5 separate regions of the Sus scrofa genome follow, and all the other regions are linked to region 3. The links are chromatin contacts, called in public Hi-C and promoter capture Hi-C maps. All regions are on one chromosome and are shown on one strand. Each heading gives the region's core, a stretch centred on a gene start, on an enhancer-like site or on the middle of the called end of the contact. The rest is flanking DNA. Distances are from core to core; before and after follow the strand shown.

Region 1 (3,849 bases), core at 310-2,809, 190 kb before region 3:
CTTTCATAGGGACCAAGGAGTAGGCAATGAGAAGTCCTCAATTCCTGAACGGCTTCCTTTCCCTCCACTCTATGGCCTCCCATCCTGGTGAGAAGAAAGCCGCCTACCCTTGCCCAGCTCTGGCCAGGCCAGCCTGGTTTGAGACTGGAACTAGTAAGTCTGTCTGGGTTTGCAGGAGAAAGCATATCTTCAAGGAACACTTGAATTAGGGTGGGTGGGGTTGTAGGAACTTATTCTTTATACACTTGTGTGTTGATAGACTTTGTAAAAACATATTTGAATTACTTTTTAACCCACGAAAACAATAGGGCTATTTTCATGTAGGGGAGAAGTAGGAGACTTAGCCAGGACTGCTGAGCCTGGAGTGGAGGGGCTTGCCATCTCTGGCGGCATTTAAAAGCTCTCTACTAAGAGATCCCTAACACTGGCCCTAGATTAGAATTATCAGTGACGTTTGCCTTTGTAGACTTACACTGTGATCATCTGCAGTGTTAGTAAACTGTCACTTTGGCCAGAAACTGAACCTCTGTGGTTCAGACACCTATCCTGAGCAGAAAGACGCAGAGACAGGATGGCAGGAGAAACACATTGTCTCTAGGGGCTGTCCTGGCATTTAGATCTCAGGAAATGTTAGGTACATGAAGTATACACAGTTCTAACATTGTTTCACTTGAGGTTGTCAGCTGAGCAACCTGTGTGTTTTGGGTGGTGGGGAACATAAATGTGAGAGCAAACTCCGTCTGTCTTATTGAATAAAAGCAAGAGGAGACAGGTTACTATTGCCTCAGTCCAGGAGCTCAAGCTCATTCTGATTTTAATAAAGCATTTACCCTCCTTGGTGTCTGCCAAGTGTTTGTTTTTCCTTTCCTGGAATGACCAGAACTAAAAAGGGCATGAAACCTCAGAGTCAGAGAAATCTGTCTTTCCAAATTGAGATCTCTGCTAGGAAAATGCTGTCACCTGAGATGAAAACTCAACCCACTGGGGCTTCCAGGTCCTCTACATGAAGGTTGACTGTGGACATGGAAAGGGGCAGAAGAGAAAGAGGAGGGGTCCCTGGGCAGACACTGAGGGATGTTGGTGTGTTGTACCTGAAGGAAATTGTTTTCTAATTTTATTACATATATGTGCATTTTAACATGCATTGGAAAAATAGAGCTGCTTCCTAGGACAAGGCTAAAATAGCTTCCTTTACAAATAAACTTTGGTGAGAAAAAGGAATCAATTTACAGAGAAGTGCTGCATTGATAGCAGGCACCAGGAACCAAGCTGAGTGAGTTTTTCTATTAATTCTCCCTGGCCTCCCGGCAGGTGGTACTGATCGCTCCATTTACCAGAAAAGAAACCTCCTCCAGTTTATACAGCGGGGAACTTTGGGGTAGGACCTGACTCCTAGTAGGTCGGTCCACACCCAGGTCTCAGTTCTGTCTCCACACACCGGCTGGCCACAGCGCCGAACATTGGCTTTTGCCCCGGGATTTCTGTTTAATTCACCGCCACGTGGAGCGGGAGCCAGTCCACAGTACGCGCCTCTGCCGGCAGGTGGCGCCGCGAACCTGGAAAAGCCGCGCCCCGTTGGAGGCCACGGGGTCTCCGGGCCGGCCTCGCAGGGCCCTGGGGCGGGGCTGGGGAGTCGCGGGAGGGGCCCCAAGGATGGGGGTGACTGTTGTTTTTTTTTCGAAAAGGGCTCCTGGAATTGGTCCTGTGCTTCCCTTTTATGGCAGACAAGTTTAGCTGAGTGGGGATGCAGAAAAGCCTGGGTGCATTCACCAAAAGGAGCTCTTTTTCAACACAATTTTAAAGTAAATATATCAACCTGAAGATTAAGATAAAAAGGAAAAGCCCTACGGGTGTCTGTAAACTCCTCAGATATGGCAAGAAACATCAGAAGTCTGAGAACCTGGTGGGGAGAGGCAGGGTCTTGCTCCCCCCATTCCCCAACCCCAGGCTTCCCCCTGAGGTTAGAGCCTGGATGTGGGGGCGCACCTCCCATGGCCCAACAACCCTCCGTGGGCTGGCTGGACTCGGGGCCTCTCTCATCCTCCCCACAGCTCCATGAGGAGAACCTTCCTGCTTTGCAGGCCCAGGAGCATCTAGAGGGACAGCTAGGTTTGGGCCCATGTGATCTCAATCCAAAGACATTCACCCCACTACTTATAATGAGTAATTTAGTACCCACGTGATGATAGTAAGGGACAGAAATGGGATGACTTCCACCGGAGGAAGTCCGAGAAGACTTCCGGGGGAGGTGACGTCAGGGCTTTGAAGGATACATAGAGGTTCTCTGGCGAAGTGGAACGTCACTGTGGGCAGAAGCAACAGCATCCGCCAATGGCATGAAGGTATGTGGCCCATAGTGTGTCCTGGGACCGCACATTGCTCCGAGTGGCTGGGGCGGGAATGGTGACGTCTGGCGTGGCAGCAGTTGCAACTTGGGGGCTGGGGCGGGAGGGTGCTTGGATGCCATGCCAGGGAGCTCAAGTTGTGCCTTAATGAAGAGCTGATGAAAGCTTTTCTGTTTTGTTTTTAGAAGGGAGTAGGTTTGCCCTTGACAAAGATCAGTGGTTTGAAAAACAGTGGTTTTAGCCAGCAGATAGCCTTTTGAAAATAAAATATGTGGAGCATAGACTTAAAAACCAAAAAGCAAGGTGGAGCTGCTGGCAGCTTCCCTCTGAGCAGGAGAGAAAGGTCGTTAGCAGGCGTCCCGCAGAGTGCATGTGGTGGGGGGAAACTTTAGGATCTCATCTTATCTCGAAAGAGACTTAAAACCCAAAGAAGCACCATGATGCCCTGTCTCCCACCTTCCAATCCCCCTCATTCCCAAGTCCAGCACCCTGCTCTCTGTGTGACTGGGGAGTCTATAGAGGTCTGGGGAGAGCCAAGAGCCCAGAGGAGTGAGGTTTCTTCTTCGTCTGCAGCTCCTTTCCACCTGGGCGCAGGAAAGCAATCCACAGACCAGTGCTTCTCCACCCTGGTGCTTTAAAACAAAACACGACGACAACAACAACAACAGCAACCAACCATGCATATACACCAAGGAGAGCAGCTTGGGGGTTGGGGGGCCTTGGAGATCTCTTTCAATTCCTCGAGTTCCAGATGAAGATGGTGAAATCCAGAGAGGTTAATTGGGCTCACAGCTACACCGGTGGTAGAGCTGGCCCTAGTACCCAGGTGGAAATGGGAACCATTCCTGTTCTTTCAGCTTGGCCCCAGCCTGTGCCAGGTGGGGATGGGATGGGTGGGTTACCGACCAGGGTTCTTGGCCTTCCTAACAAAAATTGCTAAGAGGCCAGAAAAGAAACAGGCAAGGCTTTATTAGGGCTTCTGCTGCAACATGAGCAGGTGAAAGCAAGCAGCAGGTTCCCGTCCTCGCTTGCTGAGGAGGGGTGAGCTGGTTCCTTGTATGGGGTGAGGGTAGGGGTGGGTCTAAAAGTAGGATCACAGGGATGGTTCGCCCATTCCTTCAACGGTTGTGTGTCTGGGGGGCATGTGCGGTACCCTGTTTTTCCTCCTGGTACCCTACTTTTGCTCCAGGTTTCTCCGAAGTGGCAGTGGGTTCTTGGTCTTTTTGTAACTTGCCCATAGTTTGCCTCAACTGTGCATGCGTGCAGCTATTATAACCTCGTTGTATATTGTTGCTCGAGGAGGAGACATTTGTCCAGGGGCAGGCACTGCAGCAAAGGGTCCCAGGTCCCAGCCTGTCTCATTCCCAGAGATGAGGGATTCTGCACCCTTACTGTGAAGAGGTAAAGGGTCAAAGGTCTCTTCTGAAACTTCTCCCTGCTGGGGCCCAAACCCTAGCCTACTCTAGAGGTGTGGAGTCCCTTGCTGACTATTCCAAGGACCTGT
Region 2 (4,272 bases), core at 434-2,933, 230 kb after region 3:
GAAGTCATTGTGTAATCTCTCAACACAAGGACAATATAAACGGGCTTTTCGGTAAGGAATTTATGCCCCAAAGTACAGTGAAGATTGTTTTAGAGCATTATAGGTCCAGCAAAAACAGTCTCATTGGTAACAATGAACAAGCAATCATCAGAATTTATGTGTATTATAGTTTTGCTTCATTTAACATATAATTGAGCATTATAGCTGTACAAAAGATACAACATAAGGAGTTTATATACAGTTTCATATTTGCATATATTTAACATACTGATCATATTTTAAGTTAATCCTGGGTATCTACGTGGGTTTGAGAAATTCTGCTCTGGGTGATTGGGAGCCACGTAAAAGCTTTAATAGGGAAATGACAGATTTGTGCTTTAGAAAAATCGTTCTGGCAGCAGAGTGGAGGGCTGGAATTGAAAGTATTTAAGTAAGGCAGAAAGGAGGCTATTTAACATAATAATGTGATAAAATGGTGAGGCCCTAAATTATGCTGGGGTATGAAGAGGAGACAGATATCAAAATCAAAAGTACTTGGTTGAGGATGAGGGAAAAGATGGCTGTCCCTTGGGTGACTTGGGGCTTGGAAGGTGAGATAAAGACCACTGGAAGACAAATAAGTGGGGGTGAAGGGGAAGATGAAAAAAGATTATGAGTTCAATTCAGCAATGATTTGAATTTCATTTCAGCCAAAGAAAATCCCGTTATCTTTTCTGGGTCCCAGTTTTCTCAGCGACAGCTGCATTCATGAATTAGCAAATTAACTATTATAGCGCTCTCTAAAAATATACAAAGCACTCCACAGTATGCTGTAAATAAGATATGAAAAATCAGCAAAAGCCTAGGCCCTAAAGGAAATTCAGCAGGGTTAAAAAGAGATATGACAAATTTTTCCTAAACACTTAACCCAACACACTCACCCAGGGTTGTACTTTTTGCTCTGTCAGATGGAGTTGCTGCCTTGCCTACCTCTGAACAAGAGGCCACGTGGGAAATGCAAAGACACCACCCTCAAGGGACTCACAAGCAGAGCAATAGGACAAGTCTGGTGCAAGATTGCTGAAAATGCAGTGTAGTGGGAACTCTGACCTACAGGCAGGGATAGTCACAAAGTCATCTTTTACTTAAGAGCAATCAAACTGGAATGCCTCGGGCAGTTCAATAATAATGTAAATATGTGATATTTCATTCCCGATAAGGAGGGAGTAAAATGTGAAAGGAAAATGCAGCAATTATTGCAAAACCTGCCCGCGTCTCTGAGGGCCACAGCAGGGCAGACCTCTGGTAAAGGGTAATTCAACTCCAGTTTGGCGGGAATGCCAGCATCTTCACCACTAACTCATAACACAAAAGCAGTGTTTACTGATCCCAAATGTTTAACTATACATCTCATCCAAAACGTTCACAGTACACTGAAGGGAAAGCCGAGGGCGTACCTTTCTTTAGCACATGATGCTGCCTCGGGGGGAAGGGATCGCACACGACACAATGCCCCTCTCGGCGTCCCGCCAGAGCCTCCCAAAGCAAGAGTCCAGGGGTTCAGAGGCTTGGGGGTACCGGGCGGCAAGAAACGAACCCCTGGGCGAAGGGCGTATTCTAAGAAACCGAGACCAGGAGGCGGCAGTACAGAGCCACCAGGCCCTCCCCCGGCGCCGCGTGCAGACCCGGAAAAGCGCGCCAGGCCTACAGCGCAGACTCAGCCCAGCCCCAGGAGGAGGGGCGGGGCGGGGCTGTGGTGGGTTGAAGGCGGGGCCAGGGCAAGGGCTCGCTGCCCGCTGCCTGATGGGGATTGTAGTTCTGGGAACAGGCCAGGCTCCCTCAGCGTGTACTGGGAACTACATTTCCCGGTGAGGGAACGGCTCCATCCGACCGCGCGTTACGCAGGCGTCGCGCTGTCGGCAGCCGGGTCCCGAGCCCTAGAGCGTTGGAGGGGCCGACGGAGAAGGGAGTTGCTTTTCCTTCCCACTTCTCCACTCACGGGCAGCACCGGCTCTGCCTCCCCTCGCCCCACCGCCCTGCGCCCACTGCCAGGCTCCCGGTGTCACCTTTTCCTGGGCCCCTCAGGGAGTTGGGGCCTGGAGGTTCGGCGGTAGGGGCCCTTGCTCTGCGCGGGAGTGAGGGGCGCGCCCCTCTTGGGCCCGGACAACTCCGCGATTGGCCCGCGCCTCCATGGGGCCAAGTCAGAAGCCCAACGTGTGCTGCCGGCTAAGTCGCCGGGCGCTGGGCTTCTTCTCGCGCGACGCGGGCGTGGTGCAGAGGACCAACCTGGGCATCCTGCGGGCGCTGGTGTGCCAGGTGACCACCCGCCACCGGGAGCCGGACCTGGGGCAGCGGGGCGACGGGGCGACGGGGAGGTCAAGCCTTCTTGCTGGGGTGCAGTTTTTCTGCAGGACAGCCCGTTTTTAAGATCTCACATGATGGTCAGGGTGATCCAGGCCTTGAAGCGGGGGGATTAGTAAATAACCATTAAAACGGAACCGCCGCATGCTTTTAGTTTTAACCTTCGTATATCTTCTTAGAAACAGTTTTTCTAAAATCGATCACTCCACTTAAGCCAAAACGCGAGGGCAGATTGAGGAAGCATTGAACATAATGTTTTCTAAAAAGTACATGAAATTACTTTGCAAACTGTCAATTTAACCATCCAACTTAAAATTGGTGCAGAGTGGAAGCTTATGAGTTATTTCCTAAACTGAAGTTCCTTGTGTCTTTCAGGAAAGTACTAAATTTAAGAATGTTTGGACGACTCATTCCAAGTCACCTATAGCCTATGAGAGAGGAAGAATATATTTTGATAATTATCGATGCTGTGTCAGCAGGTATCTGGTGAAAATTTTTGTTGTAATTCATTTGACTGTTGATCTGAACTCTAATATTTATGGAAACACTTATGCCTACATTAGTGCTTGTGAAATAAGAGAATGGAAAAATGGGTCCAAAAATAAGAGTAGGGGATAAAATGTGTGTAACTTAAAAATCTTGTTAAACCTAAAGCTTGAGGTTTCATTTTCATTTTATTGGTATTCGCTATAATACCAATTTATAGCGAATTCATGTTGCAGGCAAAATGATAGCTTGCTGGGTACAATGTAGTATTTTATGCTGCTTAAAAGATAGAGTCAAGAGATACAGGTATCTAATAATTAGATGCTTATTTATTTATTTACTTATTTATTGTCTTTTTGCCATTTCTTGGGCTGCTCCTGTGGCATATGGAGGTTCCAAGGCTAGAGGTCTAATCAGAGCTGTAGGTGCCGGCTGACAGCAGAGCCACAGCAAGGCGGGATCCAAGCCGCGTCTGCAACCTACACCACAGCTCCCGGCAACGCCAGATCCTCAACTCACTGAGCAAGGCCAGGGATCGAACCCACAACCCCAGGGATCGAACCCACAACCCCATGGTTGAACCCGCAACCCCATGGTTCCTAGTGGGATTCGTTAACCACTGAGCCACAACGGGAACTCCCTTCGTTCCTTCTTTTTAAACAGCTTTATAATTCACTGATTTAAAGTGTATGATTCAATGAGTTTTACTTCCTTGAAATTAGTATTCAATGAAAATGAATTTGATGAACTATTGGTGATTCATATAGGCAACCATCATTACGGTTAATTTTAGAACATTTTCATTACCTTAGAAAGAAACACTATACCCTTTAACTATCACAGCAATACCTTCAACACTCTCAGGCCTAAGCAACTAGTAGTTTATTTTCTTTCTCTATAGATTGATCTATTCTGGACATTTCAAAAAAATGAAATTGCATAGTATGTGATTTATTTGTGATTGGCTGTATTCCTAGTAGATTACCAATTTATTTTTTATTTCTTTTGTTTTTTTGCCATTCTTGGGCCACTCCCACGGCATATGGAAGTTCCCAGGCTAGGGGTCAAATCGGAGCCATAGCTGCTGGCCTACACCAGAGCCATGCCAGAGCCACACCAATGCGGTATCCGAGCTGTGTCTGCAACCTACACCACAGCTCACAGGCAATGCCAGATCCTTAACCCACTGAGCAGGGCCAGGGATCGAACCCAAAACTTCATGGTTCCTAGTCGGATTCGTTAACCACTGAGCCACGACGGGAACTCCCTAGATTACCAATTTATTATAAAAGTTCATAAGTCAGGAGCAGCCAGAAGGGAGAGATACATAGGACAAGGTATATGGAAAGGAGCACAGAGCTTTGATCAGGCTCTGCGTTCAGGCCACTCTCCCTAAATCTTCCTGTGTTTACTAACCTGGAAGCACTTTTCCTTTTCTAGTATCTT
Region 3 (4,323 bases), core at 358-2,857:
GACATTTTAGTCAAAAGCACTCTGCTGTCTTACTAGCTGTGTAACTGCTACATCTGGTGGCGGCACACTGGCATGCAAGAAGCCAGAAAACTTAGAAAACAATTGTAACCGATCTGGTGCGTGTTTGCAATAACCTTTACGCAGATATTTCCCACAAACCCCCCGATCCTGTCAGAGAAGAACAGTAGCCTACTCGCTGGAGAAATAATGCACAAACACGCAGGAGGTGATGGCGAAGGAGAGAAAGTTGCAACCATCTGGAGGAGTGGGTTTAAAAGCCTGCCCACGAATCAGTCTGTCGTTTAAACTGCTCTCGGGGGCCAGGCAGGGGATCAAAGTCGGCTCTAATAATTTCAGCGCCTCTCCCCGAAAGGCAGAGACCTTGCAAGCAAGGGGCATCCTCCAGGTCCCGGGCAGCTAAGCTCGCAGAGCGGGGACCGCCTCTAGGGGAGGAGTGCGGGAGGGAAGGGGAGGGGGCTCGAGGATGAATGCTTCACCCAGAGGGAAAACCCACCAGAGACCGGAGGCCAGGAGGTTAAGAGTACTGAGTGTGCGAGCAAATGGAGCAGAAAGGGGCTCGCGTCCGGGGGGAGACCGCCCACCCCAGCAGGACGGGCTCTTAAGGAACCCAGGCGAATCTGCGCGCCTCGCCTCGCCCCGTCCCCACCAGCGCGCACCCCCTACGTCCGTTTCCTCCGCCGCCCGCGAACCACCACCCACAGCCGGAGCACTATCTCCCCGAAGCCTGGCGGCCCCGCGTACACCTCGCCCCCATCCCCCACCCCAGGGTCGGGGAAAGGAGAACTGAGGGCGCGGGGGCCGGGAGCGGGAGGGGAGACCCGCGAGCGGGCGCGGGCGCGACGGCACTTACCTTCCCTGGGCCTCCCGGATGGCGGCGTGTGATTCAGCAGGGACCTGGCCGCCGCCGCCGAGCCCGGGGTTGGAGACGTGGAGAGCTGGGACCAAGATGGCGGCCCCTCCAAACTTCCACTGCTACTTTGGACACTCATCAAGCTACTTTCTGGGAACCCGACTCCCCCCCTGCGACGGCAGCAGCGGCAGCACACCGGCACCCGCCTCCGTCATGGCGGGGGCCGCGCAGAGGGCGAGCGAGAGAGCGAGGGCAGGGAGGGGAGAGTCAAGGGGATGGGGGGGAGGAAACCGAGAAGGAAGAAGGTGGGGAGGGTAGAGGTGAGGGGAGGAGAGGGGACGGGGAGGAGGAAAAGGGGGAGAAGAGAGGGAGCCGGCGGGCGCGCTGGGGAAGAGGCGGAGAGAACGAGCGCGGCGGCAGAGGCGGCGGAGGCGTCGAGGGGGCGCCCGCCTGGGCCGGGGTCGGAGCGCGGGCGGAGCGCCGGCTGCGCCGGCCGAGACTTCCGCGGGCGGAACCTGCCGGCACCTCTGCAGTGCGTCGGCCCCGGCGTCGCCCGGGTGGCGGCGGCAGCGGCGGCGGCGGGCGATGGGTGGCGGCTGAGACGGCAGGGTAACCTCTGCATCAGTTACAGGCGGCGGCGGCGTCACGCGCCGCCTGTGCAAACACTATCGCGAGGCTCCCGCGCCTCCGGTAGCGGCGGCGGCGGCGGCGGCCGCGGGAGCAGGCTTGGGGGAGGGACCTGCCAGGGGTTGGGGGCGGGGGGAGTGGGGAGGGAACGAGCTAGCGAGGGAGGAGACGCGGGCGACGGGTGCCCCTGGCGCACCCGCGGATCACTACGAGGCGCGGGAGCCGGGGGCTGGCGGACTGTCGTGCGCCGAGGCCGCTTCCCCGCGCCCGCCGGGAGAAGGCGCGCCCCGCACGCGCCCCCGCCGCGCTGCACCGGCTACCGTTCCCGCGCCCGCTCCGCTGCCACCTGACTGCCCCTCTCTCCCGCGGAAGCGCGCCTGGCTCCAGACCCACACCCAGCCTGGGGAGAAATGCTTCAGCTCTCTCTAGGCTGTCGTTTCGCAGGAGTTCGATGTGATCATTTCTCAAAATGGAACTGAAAAGTTGAGAGTTGCTTCTTTCTTGTCTCTCTGTACCGTGCAAACAAAAAAAAAAAAACCAAAAACTTGTGTGCGTTTCCCTGTCTGCAGAATGGGAGTGATTACTGAATGAAAGAGCTAAGAAAATAAGTTAGGGTGGGGATGGAAGTAAAACTTTATGAATGTTTTCCAAAAAGAATCTTTATCCGCATTGTGCATTGTATGTGTGGTCTAGCAGTTCTTTGTTTAAAAACAGTAGGTGGAAAATCTACATAGAAAATTTTGATCACTGAATTCACATATTTAGGGAAACCATCCAGGGTTCATCTTCTGAAAGGTTATGTTTTCTAGAAAGTTCCAGTGCCGCTGCAAATTCCCGAAGCAAATTAGAGCATTTGCTAAAATTTATAGAGTGTAACTTTCTATAGACCCACACAGAGATTGGGCATCTTATACAGAAAAGAGCAGTCTAATGGTTCAGGAAAAATACAGCAAGGTTATTGGTCTCTTTAAAAATACCAAGTTGAGTAGAACACTAAAAAGATTATGATATAAAGCAACTGTATGAGCATGAGGAAATGGCATGATTACCAGGGGGACAAAAATGTCATTTCTATTTTTTATTTTTATGACTTTGCATTTCTCCTAGTAATGTTTTGTTCAGATAAACTATCATACTAGAATAGAACCATGGTTGTCAGTTATCTCCAGAAGTAATTTTAGTTTTCTTATGCTTCAGGTTCTTCAGTGAGTTTTTAGTCATGTACTGTTTTTCAAAGTTAAGAAGTACATCTCACAAATTAAGCAACTTTAGTGAGGTATAAGTAACATACAATAAACTGCACATATTTTAAGTCTACAACTAGCTAAGTTTTGGTGTGTACACAACCCTGAAACCATTTCTACAATCAAGATAGTGAATATATCCATCAACCTCCAAAATTTTCTCTACTCCTTTATGGTTCCTCTTCCACTCCACTTCTCCCCAAGTCATCACAGATCTGCTTTCTATCACTTAGTTTGCATTTTCCAGAATTTTAAATAAATGGAATTGTATGGTTTGTACTCTTCTGGCTTCTTTTTACTCAATATAATTGGCTTCTTTTTACTCAATATAATTATTTTGAGATTCATCAACATTGTTGTATTTATCAATAGTTCATTTCTTTTTATTGCTGAGTATTCCATTGTATGATATACTCTATTTCGTTCACCTGTTGATGGACATCTGTTATGAATAATACTAAGGATGGACATTTGTGTACAAGTCTTTGTGTTGACATAGGCTTTCTTTTCTCTTGGATGCATACCTAGGACCTTACCATTAGATTTTTATATGAAAGCATATGCACCATAAGGCAAGAGTTCCTATGTATTAGGTAACTGTATGCTCTTTTTGTATTTTAAAAGAATATGTTTAGGGAGTTCTTGCTGTGGCATAGGTCACAGCTACAGCTTGGGATTCGATCCCTGGCTCGGGAACTTCCATGTGCTGCAGGTATAGCCAAAAAAGAAAAAAAAAAGAGTAAGTTTAGTCAACTGATTGTAGGAAAAAGAGCACAGGACAGGAAGGAAATCGGGAGACCTGGGTACTAGTCCCAGCAGGTAACAATCTTTTCTTGATTCCATTTTCTCATCTATGAGAAAGAGGTTAGAGTCACCAGGTGATCTCTAAAGCGCCTACCAATTCCAAGACATTATACCAAGCATGGCTCCTCTCAAGAGTAGTAAACAAAACCCAACCAAAGAGATTTGATAGTAAGTTATCTTCCAATCCTCTCCAAAGTATCAGGTCACCTTTATACGGACCCTGGTTACATTTTATATGAACTGATCCCTTTTATTTTAAATGGTAGGTAGAAGATCACAGCAGATACATAATCCAATTACTTTAGATTTATTTTTGTTACATGTGCTGCCTGGGAAAGAATTAAATGATCAATTCTTGCTTTCTTGCAGTTTTTGATAAAGACAGTCAACACTGACTTACAAAGAAGCAATTATCAGCAATAGGGTGCTGTTTAAATAAACCATGGCTTAGCCTGAAAATGGAATGTGATGTGGCACTTAAAATCATATCTTTGGGGAGTTCCTGCTGGGATGCAGTGAGTTAAGAATCCAACTGTAGCGGCTTGGGGCGATGTGGAGGTGAGGGTTTGGTCCCTGGCCCAGCACAATGGGTTAAAGAATCTGGGGCATAGGTCGCATCTATGGCTGGGACTCAGTCCCTGTCCCGGGGAACTACCATATACTGCAGGTGTAGCTATTAAAAAAAAAAAAAAAAATCATGTCTTTGAAGAATACTGAAAAGGATGATAAATTTTTCATGTATATTGTATATGAAAAAGTGAATATGATCCCTATTTG
Region 4 (3,886 bases), core at 746-3,245, 140 kb after region 3:
TACCCCACCTTCCCAGGTTTATGAGGACAATAAAGTCATACTGTGTGTGATATGTCATGGTGGAAAACAAACACAAGGGCTCTGGAATCAAAAGTAAGAATCTGGTAAAGGCAAGCTTTTGCTCTTCTAAAAAAGTATCAAGAACAAAATGGAGTTCCCGTCTTGGTGCAGTGGTTAACAAATCCGACTAGGAACCACGAGGTCGCGGGTTCGATCCCTGGCCTTGCTCAGTGGGTTAAGGATCTGGCATTCCCGTGAGCTGTGGTGTAGCTTGCAGGCGTGGCTTGGATCTGGCGTTGTTGTGGCTGTGGTGTAGGCCGGTGGCTACAACTCTGATTAGACCCCTAGCCTGGGAACCTCCATATGCCGTGGGTGCGGCCCTAGAAATGGCAAAAAAAAAAAAAAAAAGTATCAAGAACAAAATGTCTTAAGGGCCATTTCTGTGATCCAGTTCAGATACACAGAAACAAGAGCTCATGGCCTCTGCAACCTTCCTATTCCCAAGACTCGGTGAGCTTTCTTTGGTTCTTCCTGAGCCAGGCCAGGGGGCATTTAAGCTTACAGTCTAGTTCTCTTCGGTTCAGTTAGAAGTCACTCTTGCTACAATCTTCTGTGACTTTGCATTTTTCTTTGGGTCACTGGAACCATATTTGGCTATTCTGGCTGTGAACACTGACTACTTTCTCTAAGCTAGAGTGCCAGCTGCTTCTGCTGGTAGCCCTTCCTAGTGGTCATTGTCTATGCTTGGCTGAATTTTAGAGGAATGACTGACCCTAGATTCCTTGTCACCATACTGACATGGCACACTTCTTCAACTGCACCTCATCTATACCAATGACATTGTCTTTGTCTGTAATCCCCACCACCACCCACACACATATCATATTTTATTTGCCATATTATTATTTTTTTCTTTTAGGGCCTCACCTGCAGCATATGGAAGTTCCCAGGCTAGGGGTCCAATTGGAGCTGAAGCTGCTGGCCTACACCACAGCCACAGCAATACCAGATCCGAGATGCGCCTGTGACCTATGCTGCAGCTTGTGATAACACCAGATCCTTAACCCAGGGAGGGAGGCCAGAGATCGAACCCTCATTCTCACAGAGACAATGTCGGGGTCTTAACCTGCTGAGCCACAATGCGAACTCTGCCGTATTATTTAATATTAAAGATTAAGACCTTAAAGACAATGCCCACCCCAATGTAGTTAAGATCTTTGTCAGTCGCTTTCTATTTATCATCCAACTTTCCTAGTTCAAACATCTTTGAATATAAAAATGCATTAATTTTATATAAAAAGACTGGCTCCAGGTTTAGAAAGCCAGTCTCTTTGGAAAGTTACTGACACCTCATAACAAACTACGAATAAATTCCCCAAGGTAGGATGAACCAAGAGTAACTTGTATTCACATATACACAATGATGGTATAGACCCAGTTGCATAGCTGGGTCTATAATAAAAAGTAATGTAAATGTGCCAAAGAGAAGAAACAGCAAGATGTTTAACACTTACATGAAATAAGAAAACGTTCAGTTGAATAATAACCGAAGCTTCATTAACTCAGCAGTCTTGGGGATCTAGAGCATGAGGTAGCTCGAGCCAAATTCCTTAGATGTTATGGTTCCTCCTGTACCAAGCCAGGCAATTGGTAATGGAACTGCAGTAGGGGTAAGCGCTGCATGGGTTATGTATCATTTTCATTGGAGGTAAAAAACAGCAAACAGGGAATTCTTTATTCTTGAGAGGTTCTCTGTGCCCATGATCAGCTTCTGCATGCACTTGGAGGAGAAACAACACTACTAAAATATCTTTTAAAAAGCCAAAGCTAAATGACTAAACATTAAAACTCCGAGGAACAGAAGAAGAAGAAAAAAAAAAAAATCTATGAGGAAAGCATCCACTTGCTTATCCAGGGAATGAGCAGAATTTAATTCTCATTCCAGCATGGGACTGCTGGGCACCCAGCTCCGTTCACTCTGGGCAGAAAACGAATCCCCAGGTTGCTACTGAGCCAGACTTTAAAGGCCAGTGAGGAAATGAGCAGCACTCCCGAATGGGAAAGGCTGGATCAGTGTTTTTCTGCTTTTTTTTTTTTTTTTAAGTAAACAAAAGATCTGCAAAAGTATTTTCTTGCACTATTTGGCAAGAGAAAGAAGCACCTGGAGAGTGAGTTAGGAAGAGAAAGCATATAAGACATGGGAGTAAAACAAGGATGGCCATAATGAGGCTTTGTCTCCCTAATCTCCAGAGCCCAAGTGTTCTGTTATGAAACAAAGCAGCAAATGAAGAGACCGCTCAGAAAGACTGGTTGATTAAGAATACATTCATGCACAGGAGAAACAGAAGAAATGCTTTTCTGGATCCTGAATTTCATCTTTCGTTTGGATTTTTTACAAACCTTTAAAAATATCTTCTGGAGAGTCAAAGTGGAAGATACACATTAAAATAAATGAGGGCTGTGGAGGAAGATGTATGAGCCACGAGAAACACTATTATCCTTGGAGACGAATTTCCTTGCTTCAGTGTGGCAAGTGACACTGGCAATTTCAGCCATTCTCTTTCGGGCTTTCAAGGCAAGTTCCAATTGCTGCTTAAGGGGACACTGCCTCAGCTCACCTGAGGGAGGGGCCATAAGTACAGGTGTTTGGTGAGCTCTCGAGTTCTGTATAGCAGGATGGCCTTGGGAGAAAGACAAGTCACTCTTGGGAGGCAGGGGGTGAGAGAAATAAGGCAGCAATGGCACAATGTTGCTTGTGTTAACTACACAGCATTTAAAAAAAGGACAAATAAACAGCAAACAAATGCAAGTGACTCAACAGACTCTCATCATTTTAGGAAGTTACAGTTTAGAGCTTTTTCCCAAAGAGAAAGGCTTAAAGACTGGAAGGGTGATCGCCCGTCCCTAAATTTTTTTTGAAGCAATCAACAATTAATTCATAGAGATTAACCAAAAAAAAAAAATTCTGCTTTTTCTGCAGTGAATTAGGAAGTTTCATAAAGAAGAAATGGTTTGAAAACATTCCCAAAGAATTTGCATGAGGAAAACACAATTTGGTTTTCCTGGACTAAACCCCATCAGTCCAAATAGGAGAGATGTTTGGGGCTTTTTAGGAGGCAATCAATAGCTCACTTAATTTGGTAGGTAACACCTGATTCATACTCAGAGGAAAGCTTCTACTTTCTGGATGGAGTTCAGGCTCTGCTTGGTGCCTACCTACTGGAGAAAATCAAAGAGAAAGATGCAAATCACTGGGATGCCAAGGACACAGCTAACTAAACACTATCTGTGACTATTTGAATTCCATGTGCTTCTAAATAGTATTGATTTTTTTCCTCCTTATGTAATGTTAACATGTATTTATCCATTCGCCTGCCTCTAGCTGTTCCTCACTAAAGGTTAAGTGGCTGTGAAACCACATGCACTGCAGAATCCAAAGCAGCTGTTTTAAACTCTTGAACAGTGGTGGTGCCTCGTAGCTTGCTTTTGATGAGCTGTGAGAGCAGCTGAGGGTGGGCTGTCTTTGACCATCTGGAGGTTTGAATGTGGTCCATGCAGCTCGTGCCAACCTGGCTTGCCACCAGGGTTGGGGCCACTGTGCCCTGAAACACTTCAGGATGGTGCTCAAGGGCGCTGTAGGCTAAGCCTCCTGGGCCTCTTGTGCAGGTGAACTTGCATTTGATGCTGTTTTTCTTGCCCTCTGTAGGCATTCACACGAAGAACTATTATTACTTGCTTGTTACTGCATGTTGCTGATTCATACTCAGAGGAAAAAGTAATTTTGTCTTAACACCTCTTCTCTGTCATTTAAGGCATATGTTAATGAAAGACAGACCTTGGCATCCTCTCTCCTTTGTAGCTTTGAGGCCACAGTATATACTCATTA
Region 5 (3,861 bases), core at 497-2,996, 230 kb before region 3:
AAACTATGGCTCCTGTCAGATGTCTGGGAAACAAAAATTTTGACCACTGAACATAGCAACAGCTTATAACACCACCACGAAGAGGATTATAATTGCCAAGCAGAACAAGAATATTTATCAACAAATCTAGCTCTTATACTTACTCCTTTGCGTCAAATTCATTAATTTGTTGAATTAACTGCCAGGTACTCTATTAGGTATTAGGAATACAGAGCTGACTCCACTGCATTCCCTGTCCTTGAGAAGCCTCATAACTGGAGATATCATCTGAATCTTTATATATGTCCCAGGCCTCCTAAAAACCTGGTATTGGTTTATGGACAGCAGAGAAAGAAAAATGATTTTTTTATTTTAAAATTCTAAATACTCTTCTATTGTTACAAAAGCAGTCCATGAGTATTTCAGAATGTAGCACCAGCAAAGACAAACCAAACCAAAAAAAAAAAAAAAAAAAAAAATTCCATCACTACCAAGGGGTCACCATAGTAATGCTTGGTTCATATCTTGCTACATCTTCATACACATACTCTGCGTTAAGGTGTATTTGGTTTACAAAAATATGTCTGTATTGTTTACAGACATATTTTGCCTTATAACCTGGTCTTTTTTCAGTCAATAATTTCCACTTTTCCAGGACAATTAATGCTTTACCTTCAAATTCTCAGTATTCACATTTTCCCAATTGAGCCCAAACTGTCCTTTACAGCTTATTTTTCCAAATCAACCCCTAACTCATGGCCTTTCATTGCACCTCCTGGCTATATTCTTGATTATTTCTTTTAATCCAGTATAAACTCTTTCTTGTTATTCCGATTTGATGAAAAGAACTGGCCAGCTGTTATGAAAAACGGCTCACTTCCTGTATTTTTGCCTGGTTGCTTCCTTGTGAAATCATTTTACTTATTCCTCTATCCTCTCTTCCTGTAAATTGGAAGATCTAACTAAAGGTGTGAAAGGAGCAAGGTAAACATTTTGGACCAGAGTACTTCACAGGTGATAACAGGTACTTCATGTTGCTTCACATCAGAATACACATGCTCTGATATCTGGTTGATCCACCGTAAGTGATACTCAAATTGACCCGTGGGCAATGGCCATAACTGCGGGGTTTTAGAAGGGAAGGGGCAAAAGGAGCAACCGAGTAGGAAAACTGTGACCACAAGTTGGCTAACTGAAGGAAGCGGGGTGGAGAACTGAGCAGCAGGCGGTGGAACTCCAAGGGCATCCAACTGTGCTCCCCACTCGGGCACCGCTCAGTTTGTGACGATCTTTTTCTCATAATTAGGGGAAAAAAAACAAAGAACTTCGGCGGGTCCTCCATGACTCTTTAGGACAAGTGCTTTATGAAGGGAGCGTTTTCCTTTATAAAGAGGTGAGCGGAAGCGCTATCTGCCCACGAAGATACCCTACCACGCTCCTCCGTACAACCTGGGAGGAGTACTTTAAACTCAGAGAAGAGGGAACTCGTAGTGTTTGCATCCACCCGGTTCTTTTCAACAGCAGCCCCTTCCTGGTCTCTGGCCACCAGGCGGAGCTACAATCAAACAACTCTTCTTGCAGGCTAGCGGGAACGCGGCTTAGATGAATCTTGTCAAGCCCAGGGACCCGTAGCAAGGTGCCAAGGCTGGATGAACCGTATTTCTGCTCTCTCGCGAGCACGAGTAAGGCCCCTCCCCACCTTCCCGCTCCCCCCTCCCCTCGCCTGCTGTACGCTCAGGCTCCTCCCGGTGGTTCGCGGCAGGTGGCGCTGTCGGCGGCGTCGCTGCGGCCCCAGCTGCCGAGGCGACGATCTCCCAGCGGGCAGCGCGGCCCGGCTCTCCCGAGGCAGCGAGTGCCACGTCCCAAGTGCTACGCGGAGGAGCGGAGCGGGTGGTGCGCGGGAGGCGGGAGCTGCGCGAAGCCCGGCCCGGCCACACTGATCGCCCGCCGCCATGGGCTCCTCGCAGAGCGTCGAGATCCCAGGCGGGGGCACGGAGGGCTACCACGTCCTGCGGGTAAGAGCATCGACGGCGGCGCGGGGGTGGCGGGCTGGAGGCGGGGCCCGGTCACGGGGAGGCTGAGGCCCCGACGGGCTTCTTCTTGGGGCAGCCAGGCCGGACCCCGAGAAGGAGCGGCGAGTGCCGGCGCTGCGTTGGCCGAGGCCGGTTCGAGAGGCCGCTCGCATCCCGCCTACCCCGGACTCTCCGGGCCCAGCATCCGGAAGGAGAGGCTGGAGCCAGAGGTGGCAGCCTACGATTTGGCCGGGGGCGGCCCAGGCGAAGAGGGCAACCTCGGCTCCTTTTCCTTTTGAGAGCCTTCTCTGCCCCTCTCCCCTTCATTCTTAGCTCCCAAAGTCAAGGAAGGCTTGGGGGCAAAGTCTGTAAAAGAGGTGATGGTGAAGGTAGCGTTTCTTTTCTGTGAAAAGGAAGTCTGGAATCCGCAGGCTAGGGGAGGGGGATGCGACGGCAGGTGTTAATCTACCTCGGCGCTGTCTGGATGTCGGGAAAGGCCAATTAGGCAAACAAAACGAAATGGCCTAGAAGCAGGTTCGACGTACTTAAATCTGCTTGATTTTCAACTGGACTTTCTTCTGTCCTGTGTCGCTCCTGACCTTTCCAACGCTCCTCTTCCACATTTCCTGCCCAGGGGAACTTCCGTTCTCTTTTTTCTAAGTCTGCTCAGGGTGTGGTGGTGATGAATGTTTAGATCCACAGTGTAAAAGAGGTAAATGGAGAGGAACGTTAAAAAAAAAAAAAAAATCAGGTAAATAAAGGAAAGCAACCTCAGTCCCCAGGACGCAGGGAAACAGTATCTCTGAAAGCATTAGCTAAGTCCCTGCTATGAATAGCCTGGGTTGTTCAGAGCATGTGGTCCTTTCCTCGTGGAACTGAGTGTCTTTAAAAGTAGCAATGTTGATTGTGTGCGTGACACCTGCGTGAGTGATAACATGATGGACTGTCAGCAAACTAGCCCCAATCTGGAGCACCATTCAGTGTAACTAGATATTAGCTCCTGGCTAATTTTCACTGAAAGTAGGAAAGCTCAATCCGTGGTGCTACAGCCATGTTCTCCCTTAGGTCCCATGTTTGAGGTGAGACAGCATTCTTAAACTAAATTACCAGAAGTCTGCTTGATAGGGCTGTCATCAGTCACCTTTCTGATCTTCAGGATTATCACATCTAGTTGCCTCTCCACTCTGCTAAAAATCCCTGTTGAAGCCACACTCTTGGTAGGAGAGTATGATTTTCCCAGAAAATACAGAGAATGTATAAATAAACTATTACCTTCTAATTCCCTTCAGCTAAGCCAGCCCCCAAGTACCACGCTGACGGAAATGGAGGGAGAATGGTCAAATCCCAGTTGTGAAGTGAAACTTGGTGGCAGTACTTTTCTATTCTCTGGTTTGATTCTGAGTTCCTCTGCTTTTGGACTATGTTGTCCAGTATTACCAGATGATTCTCACAGTTGCTGATTGTGGCCATGAATACTGGGATTCGTGATATTTTTATAATTCATGCACTAGGTAAAGCAGTGTTGATGAGTTTTTAGTCTATAAGAAAGCTGTACACATCAAAAGGATTCTAATTCAGTGACTTCTGTTAATGACTATGTTCGTTCAGTGTTAAAGTTGAAGTGAATTTCTTTACATAGGTGCACTTCAGTAAATCAGCACTCACTCATATTCAGTGGTGTATCGGCTATTAATCTATAAATATGGTTTTTAGAAGCACTAGAGACAACTTTAGTTTCCAGTCTTCATCTAGGGCATAAATGTTACAAAGACAAAATAATTTTTCTTTCATTTGAGTTTTGTTGGTGCTTTAAAATAGTCATGATCATCTAGTTTAGGCTAATTAAAAAAATTTTTTTTTTTTGAGGGAG

Evidence for each region. Promoter capture Hi-C pulls out the DNA fragments that hold promoters and counts their contacts. Hi-C and Micro-C count contacts between places; a contact is called where the count stands out from the background.
Region 1: a contact with region 3 is called in a Hi-C map of retroperitoneal adipose tissue, with 2.5 times the contacts expected there. The contact joins the enhancer-like site here to the promoter of TLK1 in region 3. A contact is called at or near these places in 2 of 5 promoter capture datasets (fetal liver and liver), 22 of 47 Hi-C or Micro-C datasets (adipocytes, alveolar macrophages, blood and 13 more) and 2 of 2 datasets of contacts at active chromatin or transcription factors (alveolar macrophages and skeletal muscle).
Region 2: a Hi-C map of embryonic fibroblasts shows a contact between it and region 3, with 2.9 times the contacts expected there. The contact joins the promoter of METTL8 here to the promoter of TLK1 in region 3. A contact is called at or near these places in 3 of 5 promoter capture datasets (fetal liver, fetal skeletal muscle and liver), 20 of 47 Hi-C or Micro-C datasets (alveolar macrophages, blood, brain and 11 more) and 2 of 2 datasets of contacts at active chromatin or transcription factors (alveolar macrophages and skeletal muscle).
Region 4: a Hi-C map of brain shows a contact between it and region 3, with 6 times the contacts expected there. The contact joins the enhancer-like site here to the promoter of TLK1 in region 3. A contact is called at or near these places in 2 of 47 Hi-C or Micro-C datasets (brain and fetal skeletal muscle) and 2 of 2 datasets of contacts at active chromatin or transcription factors (alveolar macrophages and skeletal muscle).
Region 5: a contact with region 3 is called in a promoter capture Hi-C map of fetal liver, with 3 times the contacts expected there. The contact joins the promoter of GORASP2 here to the promoter of TLK1 in region 3. A contact is called at or near these places in 1 of 5 promoter capture datasets (fetal liver), 5 of 47 Hi-C or Micro-C datasets (embryonic fibroblasts, heart right ventricle, liver and 1 more) and 2 of 2 datasets of contacts at active chromatin or transcription factors (alveolar macrophages and skeletal muscle).

What each region holds. Positions count from the first base shown.
Region 1 is chr15:77,135,127-77,138,975 of Sscrofa11.1, forward strand. No RefSeq gene overlaps it. Among named protein-coding and RNA genes, the nearest start is that of GORASP2, 38 kb to the left of the region's middle. Within about 2 kb of position 1,560, at least 19 of the 83 cell types and tissues checked have an H3K27ac peak or open chromatin away from gene starts, as enhancers often do. A contact at or near this core is called in fetal liver, liver, retroperitoneal adipose tissue and 1 more, where this site is marked.
Region 2 is chr15:77,562,809-77,567,080 of Sscrofa11.1, forward strand. METTL8 (methyltransferase-like protein 8) reads right to left here and starts at 1,684. Exons shown (of 12, transcript XM_001925591.5): 1 at 1,437-1,684. It overlaps DCAF17 (DDB1- and CUL4-associated factor 17), which reads left to right and starts at 1,821. Exons shown (of 12, transcript XM_021076469.1): 1 at 1,821-2,295; 2 at 2,716-2,819. The coding sequence starts at 2,170.
Region 3 is chr15:77,327,941-77,332,263 of Sscrofa11.1, forward strand. It overlaps TLK1 (serine/threonine-protein kinase tousled-like 1), which reads right to left and starts at 1,608. Exons shown (of 21, transcript XM_001927890.6): 1 at 872-1,608. The coding sequence starts at 1,010.
Region 4 is chr15:77,469,321-77,473,206 of Sscrofa11.1, forward strand. No RefSeq gene overlaps it. Among named protein-coding and RNA genes, the nearest start is that of METTL8, 93 kb to the right of the region's middle. Within about 2 kb of position 1,996, at least 4 of the 83 cell types and tissues checked have an H3K27ac peak or open chromatin away from gene starts, as enhancers often do. A contact at or near this core is called in brain, where this site is marked.
Region 5 is chr15:77,097,562-77,101,422 of Sscrofa11.1, forward strand. It overlaps GORASP2 (Golgi reassembly-stacking protein 2), which reads left to right and starts at 1,747. Exons shown (of 11, transcript XM_021074828.1): 1 at 1,747-1,994. The coding sequence starts at 1,932. LOC110256942 (a long non-coding RNA gene) reads left to right here and starts at 1,614. Exons shown (of 1, transcript XR_002339024.1): 1 at 1,614-1,997.